6 separate regions of the Mus musculus genome follow, and all the other regions are linked to region 1. The links are chromatin contacts, called in public Hi-C, HiChIP or PLAC-seq, Micro-C and promoter capture Hi-C maps. All regions are on one chromosome and are shown on one strand. Each heading gives the region's core, a stretch centred on a gene start, on an enhancer-like site or on the middle of the called end of the contact. The rest is flanking DNA. Distances are from core to core; before and after follow the strand shown. Region 1 holds the start of Knl1 (kinetochore scaffold 1). Region 2 holds the start of Bub1b (BUB1B, mitotic checkpoint serine/threonine kinase). Region 3 holds the start of Ankrd63 (ankyrin repeat domain 63). Region 4 overlaps Bub1b (BUB1B, mitotic checkpoint serine/threonine kinase). Region 5 overlaps Bub1b (BUB1B, mitotic checkpoint serine/threonine kinase). Region 6 holds the start of Inafm2 (InaF motif containing 2).

The links. Promoter capture Hi-C pulls out the DNA fragments that hold promoters and counts their contacts. A called contact is a pair of places that touch in the nucleus more often than the background predicts. HiChIP or PLAC-seq counts read pairs in DNA pulled down with a chosen protein or histone mark. Capture Hi-C pulls out chosen DNA fragments and counts their contacts.
Region 2: a promoter capture Hi-C map of pancreatic islet shows a contact between it and region 1. The contact joins the promoter of Bub1b here to the promoter of Knl1 in region 1. A contact is called at or near these places in 2 of 39 promoter capture datasets (hippocampal neurons and pre-B cells), 1 of 115 datasets of contacts at active chromatin or transcription factors (pro-B cells) and 1 of 9 other capture datasets (pancreatic islet).
Region 3: a Micro-C map of embryonic stem cells shows a contact between it and region 1, with 4 times the contacts expected there. The contact joins the promoter of Ankrd63 here to the promoter of Knl1 in region 1. A contact is called at or near these places in 2 of 39 promoter capture datasets (neural stem cells and pre-B cells), 1 of 484 Hi-C or Micro-C datasets (embryonic stem cells), 1 of 115 datasets of contacts at active chromatin or transcription factors (the SCID.adh cell line) and 3 of 9 other capture datasets (adipose tissue, liver and macrophages).
Region 4: a contact with region 1 is called in a promoter capture Hi-C map of pre-B cells, with 3 times the contacts expected there. The contact joins the enhancer-like site here to the promoter of Knl1 in region 1. A contact is called at or near these places in 4 of 39 promoter capture datasets (3T3-L1-derived adipocytes, hippocampal neurons, neural stem cells and 1 more), 2 of 484 Hi-C or Micro-C datasets (both in cortical neurons) and 2 of 115 datasets of contacts at active chromatin or transcription factors (bone marrow-derived macrophages and memory CD8 T cells).
Region 5: a Hi-C map of B cells shows a contact between it and region 1, with 6 read pairs. The contact joins the enhancer-like site here to the promoter of Knl1 in region 1. A contact is called at or near these places in 1 of 39 promoter capture datasets (hematopoietic stem and progenitor cells), 3 of 484 Hi-C or Micro-C datasets (B cells and cortical neurons) and 1 of 115 datasets of contacts at active chromatin or transcription factors (large pre-B cells).
Region 6: an H3K4me3 HiChIP or PLAC-seq map of pro-B cells shows a contact between it and region 1, with 4 times the contacts expected there. The contact joins the promoter of Inafm2 here to the promoter of Knl1 in region 1. A contact is called at or near these places in 1 of 39 promoter capture datasets (hematopoietic stem and progenitor cells), 2 of 115 datasets of contacts at active chromatin or transcription factors (bone marrow-derived macrophages and pro-B cells) and 1 of 9 other capture datasets (liver).

The regions. Positions count from the first base shown.
Region 1 is chr2:119,045,568-119,048,437 of GRCm38.p6, reverse strand. It overlaps Knl1 (kinetochore scaffold 1), which reads right to left and starts at 1,319. Exons shown (of 24, transcript NM_029617.3): 1 at 1,215-1,319. It overlaps n-TSgct7 (a tRNA gene), which reads left to right and starts at 1,607; the gene lies at 1,607-1,688.
Region 2 is chr2:118,596,629-118,599,705 of GRCm38.p6, reverse strand. Bub1b (BUB1B, mitotic checkpoint serine/threonine kinase) reads right to left here and starts at 1,495. Exons shown (of 23, transcript NM_009773.3): 1 at 1,245-1,495. The coding sequence starts at 1,258.
Region 3 is chr2:118,702,507-118,705,286 of GRCm38.p6, reverse strand. It overlaps Ankrd63 (ankyrin repeat domain 63), which reads left to right and starts at 1,324. Exons shown (of 1, transcript NM_001081971.1): 1 at 1,324-2,780. The coding sequence starts at 1,849. It also overlaps a transcript of Plcb2 not described here.
Region 4 is chr2:118,640,799-118,643,860 of GRCm38.p6, reverse strand. Bub1b (BUB1B, mitotic checkpoint serine/threonine kinase) reads right to left here. Exons shown (of 23, transcript NM_009773.3): 23 at 2,269-2,773. The coding sequence ends at 2,542. Among named protein-coding and RNA genes, the nearest start is that of Pak6, 21 kb to the left of the region's middle. Within about 2 kb of position 1,255, at least 65 of the 459 cell types and tissues checked have an H3K27ac peak or open chromatin away from gene starts, as enhancers often do. A contact at or near this core is called in memory CD8 T cells and pre-B cells, where this site is marked.
Region 5 is chr2:118,619,336-118,622,073 of GRCm38.p6, reverse strand. All of the region lies in intron 9 of Bub1b (BUB1B, mitotic checkpoint serine/threonine kinase), which reads right to left. Among named protein-coding and RNA genes, the nearest start is that of Bub1b, 22 kb to the right of the region's middle. Within about 2 kb of position 1,278, at least 32 of the 459 cell types and tissues checked have an H3K27ac peak or open chromatin away from gene starts, as enhancers often do. A contact at or near this core is called in B cells, where this site is marked.
Region 6 is chr2:118,744,386-118,747,185 of GRCm38.p6, reverse strand. It overlaps Inafm2 (InaF motif containing 2), which reads right to left and starts at 1,428. Exons shown (of 1, transcript NM_001301269.1): 1 at 1-1,428. The coding sequence starts at 1,071. The coding sequence ends at 613.

The DNA of each region.
Region 1 (2,870 bases), core at 70-2,569:
CATTTTACTCCATTTACATCTATCAACTTGTAAAGGTTTCCAGCCATTCACATAGTCAAGAAGTACACTGCTTGAACCTAACCTTTAATGACCAAATACCTTACGATATATTTCCTTCCATATTTATAAATCATCTCTCCAACAATCTGACCAATGAAATGCCATCCCCATGAAGTCTACTTTAGCACAAGACAATGAACCTATGAGACATACAAGGGACTCAACGGAACCAATTTAACTGAAATGAAAACTAACGGTCAACCTTGGTGTCTAGAATAAACTGCTGCTTTGGGTTTTAGCCACATGCTTTATCTCTGTTAACTTCTGTCTTAGTCACAGTTTTATTGCTGTGAAGAGACACCATGGCCACAACTCTTATAGCAGGAAGCAGTTAATTGGGGGTCTTGCTTACAGTTTCAGAGACTTATATAGCAGTCATCATGGGGAACCTGCGAGCAAACACAATGCTGAAGGAGTAGCCAAGAACGTCCACAAACAGCAGGCAGAGTTTTGGAAACCTCAAAGCTCATCCCTCATTAACACATCTCCTCCAACAAGGCCACCCCTCCTCCTAATCCTTTCAAACAGTGCCACTCTCAGTTGACTCGGCATTCAAATATATGAGCATAAATCAAACTACAACGTCTAGTACATTTTAAAAATTGCAGTAGGCAATATTTTTCTTCCCAAAGGGAATCCAAAGTCTTTTGGATGGGAAAGGAAATTTATGTAATCTAACACACCGATTTGTCTTTACTAATGTTGGACCTGCAGAAACCCGAAACTCTATTATTGTGCTCGGACGGAGCCTACAATTTAAAGTTCACTCGTCGCCTTCAGACCACGGAAGCAGGGAACGTCGGTCAGAAACACATACCACAAGGAGTTGGCGAGAGACGGTGGGACCGGATCCCGGAGCCCTGACCAAAGATGATGGGCGGGGCGAACCCGGAGGCCCACGGCGCACCGCGCAGACGACACGACCCCGGGAATGGAGCGGCTTTGGGAAAGGAGAAGCGAAACGCGGCGCTCCAGGAGAAGGAGAGCGGGCCGTTGGCGCTCGCGCGGTCCGGTCGGCTGCAGGGCCTTTCCGAGATCGCCCCGACGACCGAGCGACCTCAGCAACCCGCGCCCGCCCTTCAGCACTCAAACAGAACCCGAGCCCTCTCAGGAGCCCAGAACGGAAAGGAGCATTCTGACCCGCCACCGACCACCTGCTTGACTTGTCTGGGGTCCTCGCGCTCCTTGGAGTCGGACGTCACCTCTCAACGTCCCTGAAGTATTCAAATCTAACCGCCCTAGTGATGCGCATGCTCAGTGCTGCGCGCCGCGCAGACCCCACCCCTTCGGCTCCAGACCGGCCCCGCCCCTAAGACATAAACTTCTCTGTCCTCCTCTGCTCTGACTTAAGTTCCCTCGGGTTTTTCTTCTTTTCTACAGAATTTTCTTCGTCTCTGTTATTCTGAGAACGGCCATCTTCTTTCGAGTGTTTGCAGAGTAAACAATCGCACTGTTGGCTTCCGTACAAAATGGCGACTTCCATGGTATTGCGTCACAGCGCTCTGTGTCTACTCCCTATAGCTACCAGGAAGAAACTAGCTTCTGGGACGAGGTGGCCGAGTGGTTAAGGCGATGGACTGCTAATCCATTGTGCTCTGCACGCATGGGTTCGAATCCCATCCTCGTCGAAAGTGTCTTTTGCTAATTAGTGTAATGTGAATTTATAATCCACAGGATGGAAGTGATTAAATATTGCTTCGGGTTTTAATTCCGATCAGGTTCTATCTAACACAATTAGTCTCAGCATCGAGGTGTTTTAGTTGGTGATATTGTAATTTGAAGGAATTTGATATTTGAAATCAGCTGAAGGAATTGAGATATTTGAAAGGCTGCTTTTGGAATGTTATGACTCACAGATGAAGAAAAAGCAGATAAAGAGACTTTTTTCTAGGAATTTAATTTCTTACAAAGTAAAATAACAGGACATGTTCAGTGGTGGTCTGGAACATGAAATGTCCTAGCTCTGAGATGAATGCTTTCAGTCTTTAATGAGCTCTTACTCCGAGGGCTTTGTTTTGTTTTTGTTATTTTGAGACACAGTTTTACTGTGTAGCAGTCTAGCCTCCAGGTTAAAAATCATCCTGTCTCGCCTTCCCAAATGCTAGGATTACAAAGCTATACCCCCATAATCGCTATTTTGGGGGTTTAATACCTGTCCTGATCGTGAAGTACCATATTGCATTACAAATGCCACCTCTTCCAGCCCTTAAGCAAGCTATGGGATTTGTTTTCAATGTATACATTAAAAAGGTGCCCATGGGGGTGGGGGTAGGGGTGGGGGTGGGGGTGGGGGTGGGGGGGTAACCCAAGTGAACCCTTTGCAGGGCAGTGGTGGCGCAGACCTTTAATCCCAGCAGTTGGGAGGCAGAGGCAGGCGGATTTCTGAGTTCGAAGCCAGCCTGGTCTACAGAGTGAGTTCCAGCATGAGTTCCAGGACAGTCTGGGCTACACAGAAACACTGTCTCAATCCCCCCACCCCCACCCCAAAACAAAACTCCCAAAAACAAAACAAACAAACAAACAAAAATGCCCATGACATTTGAAATCTTGCTATGATCCAGAAACTACTGAAGAAGAGGAACACGACTACCTTTTCAAAAGACAAAAAGCTGAATCTTCTGGATTTAACCAAAGGATTAGGAATAGAAAAAAGAACAGAGATTTTCCTCCTGTAACATCATCAGACAAATTCATTCAACTCACACTTAAAAACCCTTAATGTTTTTTACATAACTAAAAGCAACATACATTTTACATGGATTATGTGTCTCCGACTCTGCAGAACCCTGTGATCATGATAGATGTCTTCA
Region 2 (3,077 bases), core at 246-2,745, 450 kb after region 1:
AAAACAAAACATAACTAAACAAAACAAGCCGGGTGATGGTAGCACACGCCTTTAATCCCAGCACTCAGGAGGCAGAGGCAGGCGGATTTCTGAGTTCGAGGTTAGCCTGGTCTACATAGTGAGTTCCAGGACAGCCGGGGCTATAAGGGGAAACCCTGTCTCGAAAAAAACAAAAAACAAAACAAAACAAAAATGTATTTATTCTCACCCCCCCCCCCCGCCGTGTGTGTGTGTGTGTGTGTGTGTGTGTGTGTGTGTAAGTCAGGCCACAACCTTAGAGTTGTTTCTCTCCTTCCACCATGGGGTTTCGGGGGTGGGGGAGGGGTGACCAAACAGGTCCTCAGTCTTGGTTAGCAATTATCTCTATCCACAGAGCCATCTCACCTGTCCGTGACTAGTTCCTTCTAGTTCAGACCCAAGTGCCATCTCATCAGGGAGGCCTCTGTTCAAATCTCCCTCTGCCCCGACTCCCCCACCCCCAAGCCTCATTGCTGGGTAATGAACTAAGGCCTTATGTACCTTGAACAAGTGCCCTTCCTGAGTTACATGTCCAAACCCTTCTGAAACCACACTAGTTCTACCTCCAATGCCGTCTTCTCTTGCTTTACACTTGTTAATACTGATTCTATCTGATGTTAAACATGTCTTATTGCCCATCCGCGACACACACCCCGATTCATTCCTCCCCAGAACTTAAGCTTCACAAAGGTTGGGATTTTGTGTCTTTTACTGTTCGCCTTCAGTGCTCAAAATGGTAGTCGATAAATTCTCTTCCATGAATGACAGCTTATGACAGCAATTACCCAGTTATTATAAGTTCCATAATTGAAATGCATCTTAAATTCTAACCTAGAAAAACCCTCTATATTTTATGATGAGGAAAAGCTGCAAGTGCTCTGCTCTTCAGATCCCTAAGCTGCTAGCAAAGTGAGAACACTTATTAGTTGAAAGCAGGTACTTTACAAACATCTTGAATCCTCCCAGAACTCCATAAAGCAGCATTAATATCTGCGTGCCCCCACCCCTCCGTAAACATGTTCAAGGTCAAATAAAAACGGCTGAGGTGAGTTTCAGAACCAGATCATATGGCAAATTCCAAACTCTCCCAGTCTTGCCCCCTGGCTGGATGCAGGGCTCCACGCCGTTGGGAAGGGGGTTTGGGGAGACCTGCTCTTGGCCGACCTCCTCGATCCTCCCCTCGCCAGCCGAGCACCCAGCGGCAGCAATTTGCGTCCGGTCCTTACCTCGCCTCCGCCATCCTGCATTCCCAATACTTGCTCTCGCCCTTCCGCAGACCTTTATCCTCCGAGTGCTAACTGAGTCTCCCTCAACCTTCAGCTGGCTCTGGAGCTGCGAAGATCGTCACCCCGTGCTCCTAAACAAAACCACGCACCCGATTCCTTCTCAGAATAGCCTCCTCACGCCCCCATCACGCACGGGCCGCCAAGTTTCAAATTTAACGTCTCTTGACGCAGACGTAGCCTCGCCGCTCCCCGCTCCCGCTCCTCCCAAAGCATTCTGGGGATTGTAGTGTATCCCGGGTTTAAGCACGCGCTGCGCAATGCACAATGGGAGTTGTAGTTTCAGGTTTGAGGTGCAAGGACCAATGGTTGTCCTAGCACTGCAGCGTGCTCAGGCACTTCGAGTTTGCTCTGTGTTTCCTTTCTAAGACAAGCCTTCGAACCCAGGGAGAGACACTTTATTAACAAGAGGTTCTTTGATGGTTTCAGTTTCATAACGTGTCTTTGAGTACATTACTCTTCTGGGTTGCTCCGAACAATTAACTGTGCTACGCCTAGGTCTTGTCTGAGCCCCAGGTCTTAACACCTGTCCAGGGATCCTTAGGCCACTCTCACCCAGCTGTTTCCTGTGGAAAGACTGTGTTCTCGTTTTTCTCTTTTACACAAGACCTGGTTTAGCACTGCACTTCCTTTCCCCAGCAAGCCCTTTGACCTCTACAACTTCTCAACTTTGACCAACTTCCTTTAAATTCTCTTGGAAGTGTACCATTTGTTCTCTCATGCAGCCTACCAGATGTCCTGTAAACTACGATCTAACACAGAATACAAACAGGGTAAGCGCTTTGCCTGTCTCACTGGAGCTAAAGGCTTGGTAATGCAGGCCTATAGTTCAGCTACTCTGGAGACTGAGATGTGAGGACCAAGACTTCAAGACCATCCAGGGCAACTTTACTTCACAATAAAAAGTTTGCTTTTGTTTTTTGTTTGTTTTTGTTTTTCAAAACAAGGGTTCTCTGTGTAGCCTTGGCTATCCTGGAACTCGCTCTGTAGATCAGGCTATAAAAATAACTTTTATTCTCCTGTTGTGATTGTTGTCTGAGGGGCTTACTGCCTCCATCTGCTGACCTAGATCCACTCCTAGAAAATTCTAGCCTCCATAAGATCTAATCTAGGTCAGCCTCTCAATTTTGTTGAATAAGCTCACCCTTTCTTGTTCTTTCTGAAGTCTACCTGGCTGGTTCAACTCAGCTGTTCTGGCTCAAACTCCTCTCCCAGCTGACTGACTCAATCTGGCTTCTCTCCCAGCCCCTGAATTGCTCTGCTTGGCCTCAAACTCACTCTAGCAGTCTTTTCTATTTCCTAATCTTCTGGCTCTTTCTCAATCTCTTGCTCATTCTGTCTTTACCTGTGTCCAGCTTGTTCTCTTTTCAACCTGCCTCCCTCTCCCTCCCGTGCTGCTCTACTCTCCCTCGCAACAATACTGCACTGCTCTCCAGGACTGCTGTATCCTGTACTACACTCTCTTCCTTACTGCACTGCCTCTCCCTTAAGACTCAATCTTCCCTCCCTCTCTCGTCTCCTTAGAGGTGTACATAGCCCATTCTGTCAAATTTTTCTCCGTTTGTTGGGGCGGGGGTATACAAACAAACAAGGAATGTCAGGGCGTCGATACCCAGACCAGAAACAGATAAATTAGTCATTTGAGCATATAACTTCCAACTAGGCTCTGGAGTAGAGAGGGGAGCCATGGGAATTTCTCTACAGAAGACAGTGAACCTGAGGGAAAGGACGAGTTGGCACAATCTACCCATCAGAACAAATCAAGTTCTGAAGCAA
Region 3 (2,780 bases), core at 75-2,574, 340 kb after region 1:
ATTCAGTTTGTGCATCTGTGTTTCCCATTGCTGGAAACACAACCATAGGGTCTCATGTAGCCCAGGCTGGCCTCAACCTAACTGTAGCTGAGGATGATCTTGGAACTTCTGAGCCTCCTGCCTCCATCTCTCAAGTGCTGGGTTGTTAGCTTATAGCACCACACCTGGCTTCATCCTGGGAATGAATCAAACCAATCGTTTCGTGTATACTGGGCAAATACTCGACCAGCTGCGAAAAGTCCCTAGCTCTTCACTTATTCTACAAATAAACTCCATTTCAACTATTCTCAAGCCCTTTCTCTAGTCCTGGGAGCTTGTGGGGCACTCATTGTAAGACTCTGCTAGGCCTTCAGTATTCCCCGTCTCTAGCGCCCATGAGCTGATTGTCCAAAGGAAGTAGGTTTTCCACACATCTGATTGAAAAAAAAAAAAAATCTCAGGCTGTCTCCTTTCTGTAGGGGCCAGGTCTAGCGCTCTGTGGCCTAAAGATGGTTTTGTGCTCAAGAGAACCCAGCCCTGTCAGGGAATTCTTGCTTGTGTCTTTTGTCCTTTCCTAGACCCTAACTAGCCCATCTTTGAGGAGATAGGAGGTAGTGCCTGGGAAGTCCAAATGCCTGCATACTCTCGGGTCCTAAGGCACCTGCCCTGGGTCAGAGCGGCCAGTGTCTAAGTCAACTTGCTCCACAGCGACCGATCAACCGTGGAGCTGGCACGCGGGCGCGCTGTCAGGTTTGGAGACGTCTGAGATTGGAGAATGCACCCCCGCCCTTCTCTGAGTGAGCGCGTGCGGGAGGCACAATTGTGTGTGGCTGTGATTCGCTGCACTTTAGATGGCAGTTATCAGCCAGACTGAGCGCCCTCAGTCCGGAGCACAAATGCCTCATACCCCAAATTACTTTTCCTCTGTCTCTTGCCCACCTCAAGCTGGTGCACTGTCCAGTCCTGTCCTCGTGGGGTCCCAGTCCCTTTAACCTAAAACCGATGGCAGGAGCTCCCGCCAGTTTCTAAGCAGCGGAGGCTACCGATTCCGGCGGAGGCGGGGGGCGGGGAAAGATGACTGAGACTTTAGGATTGGCCCCGCCGGGTGCATGTGGCCCCCGGCGAGCAGCCTCCACCCCCGCCCCGCAACCGCCGCCGCATTCCCAGGGGAGCGCGGAGGAGGAGCCGCTCCCCAACTTCGTGGCCCACGAAGGGGTGGGGGTCAGGGGCGGTCTCCCTTGCCCTGTCCGTCTCTGCCCCGAAGGTGCAGTCTGCTTCCAGAGCAGCCATTGCCATGGAGACCCCTGAAGCTATAAAGCCAGGTATCTAGGCGTCGGGCACCTCAGGAGCCGCCGAGCCCCCCAAGTAAAAAAGCAAGCGTCCCGGCCCCCGCAAGAAAGGAGGAGGCGGGGAGAGGCTCTGGGAGCTGGAGGAGCGGCGCTCCCCGCCGAGGCAGGAGGCAGGCGCGCCAGGCGGGAGCCACCCGCTCAACAGGGGAGCAGGGGCTGCCCGGGGTGCGGGTGAGTGGCGTTGCTCCAAGCCACGAGGGACCAAGGGGCGTCGGATACAGGGAAGAGGGCCCAAGAGTTGAGGAGGCCGAGCTTGGAGCTTGAGCGGGAGTCGAAGCAGCCAGCAGCCCACACCTCCAGGCGTGGGGGGCCAGGGAGGAAAAGCAAGACGCCCTGGGAGCGGCGAGGCAGCCGAGCGGTAGGGAGACCTGAGCGGGAACTGCAGGACACTTGGTTGCAGCCACCTACACGCCGCTTGGAAAGAGCGGTACCGGTGTCCGGGCCGGGGCCGTAGCCCCGTGGGGTGAGGGAACAGGGGCGCCCCCGTGCGTCGGACTTCCGGGGCGCGGCGGCCGGAGCCATGCTCAAGCCCAAGGACCTGTGTCCCCGAGCGGGGACGCGCACCTTCCTTGAGGCCATGCAGGCCGGCAAAGTGCACTTGGCCCGTTTCGTGCTGGACGCGCTGGACCGCAGCATCATCGACTGCCGCGCAGAGCAGGGCCGGACGCCGCTTATGGTGGCCGTGGGGCTGCCGGACCCCGCGATGCGCTCGCGCTTCGTGCGACTGCTGCTGGAGCAAGGTGCAGCCGTGAACCTGCGGGACGAGCGGGGCCGCACTGCACTCAGCCTGGCCTGCGAGCGAGGCCACTTAGACGCCGTGCAGCTCCTGGTGCAGTTCAGCGGCGATCCGGAGGCGACGGACTCGGCGGGCAACAGCCCGGTGATGTGGGCGGCGGCGTGCGGCCACGGGGCGGTGCTGGAGTTCTTGGTGCGCTCTTTCCGCCGCCTGGGCTTACGCCTTGACCGCACCAACCGGGCGGGCCTCACCGCACTGCAGCTGGCTGCCTCCCGCGGCCACGGGACCTGTGTGCAAGCCCTCACCGGGCCTTGGGGTCGGGCAGCCGCTGCGGCAGCGGCCCGGGGTTCCAACTCCGACAGTCCCCCTGGCCACCCTGCCCCGGCGCCCAGCCCAGAGCGGCGACGACCCAGTCCCCGTCGTTTACCGCGCCCTCTTTTGGCACGGTTTGCGCGAGCTGCCGGCGGCCACGGTCACGGTCACGGCCATGGCCACGGCCACGGAGGCGAGCTTGCCTCTGCTGGCAAGGGCTCGGTCCGTTATAGGGCACAAGGCAATGAGAGACCAGAGTTGGGCCGGAGCATGAGCCTAGCTCTGGGTACCATGACCGAGGAGGAGACAGCACGCCTTAGGGCAGGAGCTCTGATGGCTCGACCAAACTCACCCCAGTCTTCGGGGAGTGGGCGGTGGCGTTCGCAGGAGGTGCTGGAGGGAGC
Region 4 (3,062 bases), core at 6-2,505, 400 kb after region 1:
GCTGAAAAGGTGTTGACCTGCGTGCTGGCAAACACTGGATCAGCCTTTAACTCACGCTAAGGCACTGAACGGGGCACTGGGGACAGAGTTCAAGCTTTAGGTCTCAGTTTCAGCCCTGGATGCTATGTGGTTCGTCCTTTCTCGCTGATCTGTAAAAGGTTTTATTTATTGTGGGTGTGTGTGTATTGGTATGTGTGTGTTGGTATGTGTGTGTTGGTATGTGTGTATTGGTATGTGTGTGTAGGTATGGGCTCGTGTGACACACACATGTATGGAGTCAGAGGATGACTTGTGGAGTCTGTTCTCTCTTCTACCATGCAGAGGGTAGGACTCTGGTCATCAGGCTTAGTGGTAAGCGCTCTTACCCAGACACATCTGTACCTTGGTAAATACTCAGCTTCCATGCCTCCGACCTCATTATAGTCAAAGTCAGTCATGTTAAAAGCATGCTGCACCTGCTCCGTAGGGAGCTGTTGAAGTCAGAATAGAGTAACTTTTGGTAGAGCAAGAATTTTGTTTTCAGTTCCAATGAAGAGTGCACCTTCACTGGCCTTGCCTTAGACTTTCACCTTAAGACATCAACAAGTTATTCTGAAGGCCTGTGCTAACCCTGAAAGACTTTCCTACCTGCCTGAGATCACAGCTCGAGCAATAGGCCACAACTTCCTCCAGCAGGAAGGAAGGAGTTCACTTCCAGACTCGGGTCTGGCATCAGTTAGAACACTCTGACTTGTGAGGAGGATGCCTCTAACAGGGCCCCAAGCAAGTTAGGGCACAAAGTGCTTTGTGAATGGGGAGAGCTTATTCCACAGTCTTCCTCCAAACGGGGAGAAAGAAGTCCTGTTCTTCCCAGTTGTGCATCTGTCTTTCCTTCTCCCAGGCCCAGCATTCTGTTCTTCTTGCTTTCATGAGACCAGATCAAAGCCACCTGTAGCCTCTACACAAAACAAAGGCTTCCTTTTCCTAAGACAATGGGCATCAAATATGAGGGAGTCTGGTGGGTGGGCCCCTGAAATTCCAGCCCTCTGGGGAATGTGACCAGAGTACCTGGGGTTTGATGGCAGCCTATGCCCTGCAGTGATCTTAGCTTAAAAATAAACAAAAATGAAAGGGAAACGGAAAGGGTTCTATTTTGTGGTTTTATGCTTTTGTAAAGAAAACTGAAGCGATGGCAGACATTGTTGATGACAGGCACTGTTGGCAGTGACATCCTTTCCTGTCCTCAAAGGCTGAAGTTGGCGGAGGTCAGAGAGTGGGGGGTGTATGGGGTGAGGTGTGGGGTGTGAACAGAGCTGCAGGGTGTCCTGGCTCCTCCCACTCCTGCTTGTACTTTCAGAAACAAGATTTGCCCATACAGCAACTTGGCTGCCTAGACTGCTGAAGTATTCACTAGGTAGAAGCTTACTTAAGTTAAAGGCTCTCAATTTCCTGGGCAATACAGGGCACTGGGGACTAAGAAGGACTTGATTACAGAAAGGCAGTTTCATCATTTATTATCTTCAGTATAAGAAGCAAACTGAAGATGTTTGCAGAACTGTATTTTGGTTGAAGGAAAATATTTACTTTCTTTGTCTTTCAGATACATTTTTTCTGGCTTACCCTGTCGAATTTGCCCAAGTGTTTCAGTTGAGAGATTAGTTAGGGAATCTGCTCTCTAACAAGCTTAGAGCAACAATGGTGACAAGTAGAGGAGACTCAGGCACCAGCACGAGTGGACATCAGGTGACTGACATTTTAGTGTGAAATAAATAAATAAATGCTTATTATCCTACTGAAGAAACAAAAGCCTTAATGACACACACACCCCCACAGCCCCCCACACACCCAGCCAGTGCGCCCCTTTGGGTGCACAGTGTTCCATCAGACTTACTGTTTTCCATATTAGTCCCCACTTCAGTCCTTTCTGTTCTGACCCCTGCTTTCCTGACACCTAAGGAAAATGGTCTCTGTCCCCTCAGCAGCCCTGTGTCCTGCATGACAGGTTGCTGAGTACTCTGTCCCCAAAGGCCGGTACCTTTGAACTTAAGGAAAGCTGGTGTGTGTGTGTGTGTGTGTGTGTGTGTCATTTTACCTGCTTCTTTCTGGACACCCTCTAGAAGGACAGAGAGAGACGGAAGAAATGGCCGGCCAGCTGCCTTCTTATAACCCAAAGGCAGCTGCTCTAAGTCTGGGATACATAAGTTTCTACCACCGTAGAGTAAGTCCTCTCCAAAATGAAGCCATTTATCACCTTAGTTTGCAAGTGTAGATGAATTGCCAGCAACAGAAATGTAACAAAAACTATTTTATTATAAAATACACAGTGAAAGGAGAGTACATGTTATAAAATTACAAAAGAGAGAAGGCAGAAGCCAGAGGGCTAAAAAGCAGCTGTCTGCACAGAAACCTTTTGAATAAACCAGATGAGGCTGCCAGGGCACAGCCACCTGGCTGAAAGCTGTGCTACTGAGAGTGACCCCTAGTGAAGGACTGCTGATGTGTCTAAGTGTGCTCTAAACAAATCACAGCAGCCCCAGACCAGTTCTTCACCATACCCATGGCTTAGGCAGGGCTCTGGGAGCCGCCTGGCTGCTTGTCTTGCTGAGTGAGCAAAGCTTCCGGGCTGATTGTCTTCCCCAGCTTCCACAGGGCTCTGTTCAGGTGGCTATGGAATGTGGCATCAAAAGCCCCACCCATTTCTGCTGCCAGCTCCCCCAGAACAGACACTGTGGACTTGTCACTGGCATTCAGAATCCGCACAAAGAATTTATTCCACAATTCACTGTCTTTTAGCCTAAGAAAATTTAAAAAAAAATCATTTCTATCAAGATTGGGCATGTGAAAATTAGAATTCTTTCTGGGTTTAACTCAGCAGGACACTAACATGCCAAAGTGATATATGGTAATACCAAGAACTCTAAGATTGGAGATCATTCAAACACTCTTGAAGGCACAGGGAAGAACTACAAAAATCAGTCTGCTGTGGTGGCCCTGAACACACATGGAAGAAGGAAATCCACTCTCGCCTGAGCCCATGGATCCTGGCCACTCCGGTGCAGTGACACCCGCTAGCACTTATCCAC
Region 5 (2,738 bases), core at 29-2,528, 430 kb after region 1:
CTGAGGCTCATACCCTCAGCGTACAAATCAATATTAACGAAAAGGAGCAGTGGAGGAGAACGCCCTCGATTTGAGGTCTGCTTCTCTATTCTTTTATGTATCTAGTCTAGAAAAAGAGGAACAGCTGCAATGCACAGGTACAACGGAAAATAGGTCCCAATGATACCAAGTCCTTGGCCATACGAAGCTAATATCCAAGTATGTCAGGATCACAAAAAGTAATAAGAGAATCATTTAGTGTTCTCAGCTAACTTGGGCTATAAGCAAGACTTTCTCAGAAACGCCAAAAGTATCTATACAACAGGGCATGGAATGCAGCTTAGTTGGTAGCGTGCTTGCCTAGCATGAAACCCTGGGTCTGTAAGAACAAGGCTCAGTGATGCATGCCTGTAAGCTCGGTCCTTGGGAGGTAGAGACAGGAAGATTCAAAGTCAATATCATCCCTAGATACACAGCAGTTCAAGGCCAGACTAAGTTAGTTACAGGAGTAGATTTCTTAAACAAATAAACAAGCAAAACACCCCCCAAACATAGCCCAGTGATAGATCACTTGATTTACAGTGCAAGCCTGAAGCGCAATACTTAGTATAGCAAAAATGTCAAACAGCAACAGTACCAAACGGAGGGTACTTATGGAGATGCTTAGGAGATGAAGATACGCAGGTGGGGCGGAGCGAGGCGGGAGTGATGGTTCAGTGAGCACCGCCTGCTCTTCCAGAGGTCCTGATTCAATCCCCAGCAACCACATGGTGGCTCACAACCATCTGTAATGGGATCCGATGCTCTCTTCTGGCATGCAGGTGTACATGCAGATAGAGCACTCCTATACATAGTAAGTAAATCTTAAAAAAAAAAAAATAAAAGGCCATGTAGGTCATATCTACTAAAAACCAGTGATTTTTTTGATAAAATGCAATGATAAGGCTAAAACTGAATGATGAGGGATCAGTCATATAAAGATTTAGGAGAAGTCTGTCAATACAGGAAGACTACTGTATTGAACAATCCAGGAAAGCCAGCTTGCTTATAGCTTCTCAGAAGGAAAGCAGTAAAAGGTGGGGTTGGAGAGGTAGACATGTGGTATTGTGAAGAAACAGGCACTGGATTTGGCAAAAGGGCCTCTGACGACCATGAACAGAGAGATTACCTATGAGAACACTGGCAATGAGAAGACTGGGAAGTCGGGTTGGGAAGATGGCTCGGTGTGAGTGCGCCTGCCATGCAAGCACGACAGCTGCACTTTAGATGGGGATTCCCCAGAGCAAACTGGCTAGCCACACTAGTCATAGACAAGCTCTCAAGTGATGGAGGGAAAATCCCAGCGTCACACAAATGTGCATGCATATGCATACACGTATATAACAGTAATTTCCAACCCCAATAAGCCCGTATAAAAAACACACAATCCAGTTATTATATTTATACACTATATGCCTAGATTGGGCAGATCTAGCACTATACAAGCTCATTCCTCAGCTATGAGCCTTTGCTACTTGCAGTTTCTTCTGGCCATGTGGTTCTGCTCCATCTTCTTTCTCCTTCCCTTCTTCTGTCCTCCCCTCTCCTTCCTTCTCTCCTTCCACCTTTGTCCTCCACTGTCCAATCACAGGCTCTAGCCTTTATTTGACCAAATAAAATGAGGAAAAGGTTCACACGGGATCCCCAGAGTACAGGATCCATCCACTGCTGGCAGGTGGGAGGGAAGTCCCACCTGAGGAGGCAGAATTAACATCGGAATACAAACAGCACCAGAGCAACCAACAGCATGGGGTGTATGTGCTTGTTTGAATAAGAATGGCTCTGAAAAGCTCCTATATTTGAATGTTAGTCAGGGGGTGAACTTTGGGGTTTCAAAAGACCAAGCCAGGCCCTGTGTCTCTCTCTTCCTGTTGCCTGCAGATCCAGATGTAGACAGGTAGCTCCTTCTCCAGCACCATGTCTGCCTCAGTGCCACCATGCTCTCCACCCTGACAATGGACTAAACCTCTGAAACTGTAAGCAAGCTCCAATTCATTATGTTCTTTTTAAGAATTACTAATGCCTTGGTCATGGTGTCTCTTCACAGAAATAGAACAGTAACTAAGAAAGAATGCAAACCCTGCCCCCTCCCTACAACACACACATACACAGGAGAAGAATAAGAGATGGACAGAAAGATGGCTCAGTGGATAAAAGCCCTTGCCACTCCAAGATGCAGTCCTAACAACCTAAGTTGTCTCCAGAGCCCATGTTACCGTAGAGAAAACTCCACAGTAATGACTTCTGCCCCCCACCCACAGTGCATGCCACGCCCTCCCCTGCCCTGAATAACAGGAGTAAGGTGTTTGTTGTTGCTGTTTGCTTTTTTAAAGAATAGGAAGTTTGCGGGCAGAGGTGGCGCACACCTTTAGTCCCAGCGCTTGGGAGGCAGAGGCAGGCAGATTTCTGAGTTCGAGGCCAGCCTGATCTACAGAGTGAGTTCCAGGACAGCCAGGGCTACACAGAGAAACCCTGTCTAGAAAAAAAAAAAAAAAAAAAGAATAGGAAGTTTGCTCTTTGGGGAAGCAGAATGATGAGCTAATGGCTCGAGAAGACCTTTGGGATAATAATGCCCTTCAAAACAATGGGAACCTAGGTTACTACAACAGTGGGGGAGAAAAGCTGGAGGGAAGGAGAACCGTTCCAGACAAATAGCTGCCGCGAGAAAGACAGACTCTAAACTACCAAATGAGATGCTTCAGGTCTTTCAATGAACTGTG
Region 6 (2,800 bases), core at 179-2,678, 300 kb after region 1:
GGACCCCACCATTCAGTAGCTACCCAGGCTGTGGGGAGATACATAGAGTTCTATGTGATTATAGCGTCTAGTGCATATGTCAACAACTATATACAGGGATCTATAAATTAAACGCATGTCTGGCCACTGCAACTAGGTTGACGTACCTGAGCTCCGCTACTTTTGGTGCTCTCTTCTTTGGGAGAGCCTCGGCTTATTTAAAAAAAAAAAAAAAAAAGAGCCCCTACACAACTCCCTACCTTCCCCTGAGTCTTGGGGAGGGGGCGCCCGAGTCACCCCCTGCGTTTAGGAAACACCAGAGCTAGCAGCGCTGAAGGGCTGGGTGCTAGGCTCTCTCCACCCTCCCCCCCAGTTCCCCTTATGGCTCAGGGCCCTGGCGCAGCACGGTGCTGGGAAGATCAAACCCCGAGTCCCCGGCGAATCGTGGTCCCTTGGCTGAAGATCCGGTTGTGCATTACCGGCTCCCGGGGCAAACTGGCGATCGCTGAGGTGTGTGGGGGCGTACGCTCGCGTAGGGGTCACTCCGGCGGGCTCCGGAGCCGGTCCTGCTGCAAAGTCCTGCTTGGGGGCTTAGGGGACGATGATTCCCGACCGTCCCCAACGCGGAGAGATTCAACGACTCCGGGGCTCTTCGGCCGCTTCCTCTTCGTCCTCGTCCAGCCCCCGCGGCCGTTCGAGCGGCCCAGCCAGGGGGCTGTCTGCAGCGGGCTCCGGGGGCGCCGGCCTCGCCGCCTGCAGCGGGGGTGCGTCGCGTGGCGCCTCGCGGCGGGACGACCCGGTGGTGTTGGGCCCCGCCGCCACCCCCGAAGTCCCAGACGGGCCGGTGGTGTTGGAGCCGCTGGGGGGCGGGCCGACGGCTCCCCCCGAGGTCCCGGCACCCACCGGCTGCCAGATGAGACTGTAGTAGACGGCCAGTACGATGGCGGCCAGCGACACGGAGAGCACGTAGGCGAACACCGTGGCTAGCCGGACCCACTTCTTGTTGGTCTTGGCCGCCATCTTCGCCTTCTTGTCCCCGGTGTAGGTGGCCGGCTTGCCCCGCTCGGCCGGGGCCGCGTCGCGCTCCTTCATGGGGGGGCCCCGGCCTTTGCCCCGGTGCTCCACGGCCCCGGCTGGAGGGGGCCTGGCGGCCTGCGAGGACTGGGCAGGGGGCGTCTCGGCGCCCTGGCTTCCCGGCGGCCCCGCGCTCCGCCGCTGCTCCTCACGCCGCCCGCCCGCAGCCCGCCACCGCGTCGCTGCCGCCGCCGGGGCCTGGGCCCGTCACCGCCGCCAGCGCCGCCGCCGCCGCCGGCCCGCCAGCTGCTTCCCGGCCGCCGCCACAGCCACAGCCGCCCGACTCCGCGTCCCCATCCGCTGCCGCTGCCGCCGCCTGCCCGGCCGCCGGCCGCCTGGTCTCCAGTGGCCGCGCGGACCGCGCGCTCCGGCTCTAGCCCGGCTCCCCCGCGGGGCGCGCCGGTGCAGGGGGCGGGGCCGCGCGCTGCCGGGGGGCTGCCCCTTAAAAGGGCGATGTAGGGGCCCGGAAGTGCCGCGCTGGGAGGCGGCTGCGGCGGGGAATCGTGGGCCCCGTGGGGGACGCCCAGTTAAGAGAGAGTTAAGGGAGGCTGGGCCTTAAAGGGGCGACAGGAGCTTCTTTAAAGGGGGAAAGGCACTTTGCGGGAGGGAGTGCGGAACCGGGAGGTGGCAGGGAGGGGCAGGCTCCGTAGAAAGCTGTCAACTCAGGCGTCTCCTCACATGGCCCAGGCTAGGAGATGGTAGGTGGGAGAACTAACCAGGCCCACCTACACCGGGTCTCCGAAGTGGAGCTAACACTAAGCTTGTGCTCTCGGGTAGCTCTAGAATAGTGAGGGGATAGTGTCCCAGATCCCTTCACCCCAAAGAGCCTGGTTCGGGTCTGGGAACCTGGCGCCCGCACACCGCAGTCAGTCTCGCTTCCTTTTTTCTGTTGGTCTGGACTCCGAGACCACTCGAATCTTGCCTGATTGGGTCCTCTTAGGACCCTTGAGTCAGACTACTGTGAGCCACAGGGACAAGAGCCAAAGGTTGAGTTTGTTTCTTAGGCTGACCTGCCAGCATAATCTCAAATCCCACAACAGGTCTCAGGTCCTACTTTCTGGTCTTCTGACTTTCAGGACTGGTCTCGAATTGTACCCAAGGGGCTGCACTGAACTGGTGGAGGACATCTCCCAGCGTTTTCATTCTTTGATTCTCTTCAACCCCAGGATGTAGAGAACTGTCTTTTCCCATTGAGGCTTGTTCCTTCCAGGCTTCAGCCTTTTTGCTCTTAGGGCCCTTTGGATGCCGGCCACCCCTCTGCACGCAGGGACTCTTAGTACCACCCTTTCTATACTTTCACCCTCTTCCCCTTTGCTTGTTTCATCCCTATTTCCTCTTTGTAATTCACCGCGATTGATTTCTGGGTGCCTCTTGCTTGACTCTCCCTGTGTTCCCAAAACTGTCTTTGTGAGCAGCCTGGATGTCTCAGTGGATTAGAGAACTATGAGTCTGAGTAGGAGAAAGGTCTGTGGTCCTGATGTAGTTGGGGTGGGGCGTGGCCTCTGCGAGGGCCCCACTGACTTCTAACCTCTTGGGCAGGACTCCCTCTGCCCTTTCCACTTCTCCCTTTCCTTTGACTTTGACTTTCCTTATCCAAGCCCTTCCCCAAATTTTCCATCCCATGGAAGCGCTACCAGAATGCAGTGTACTAGTGGGCTTCGAACCACAAGTTTCTAATCTGGTCCTGGTTGGAGGCTCAGGTGGGGCTGTGTCTCTAGCAATGGGCCACCCAATACTATTTCAAGGA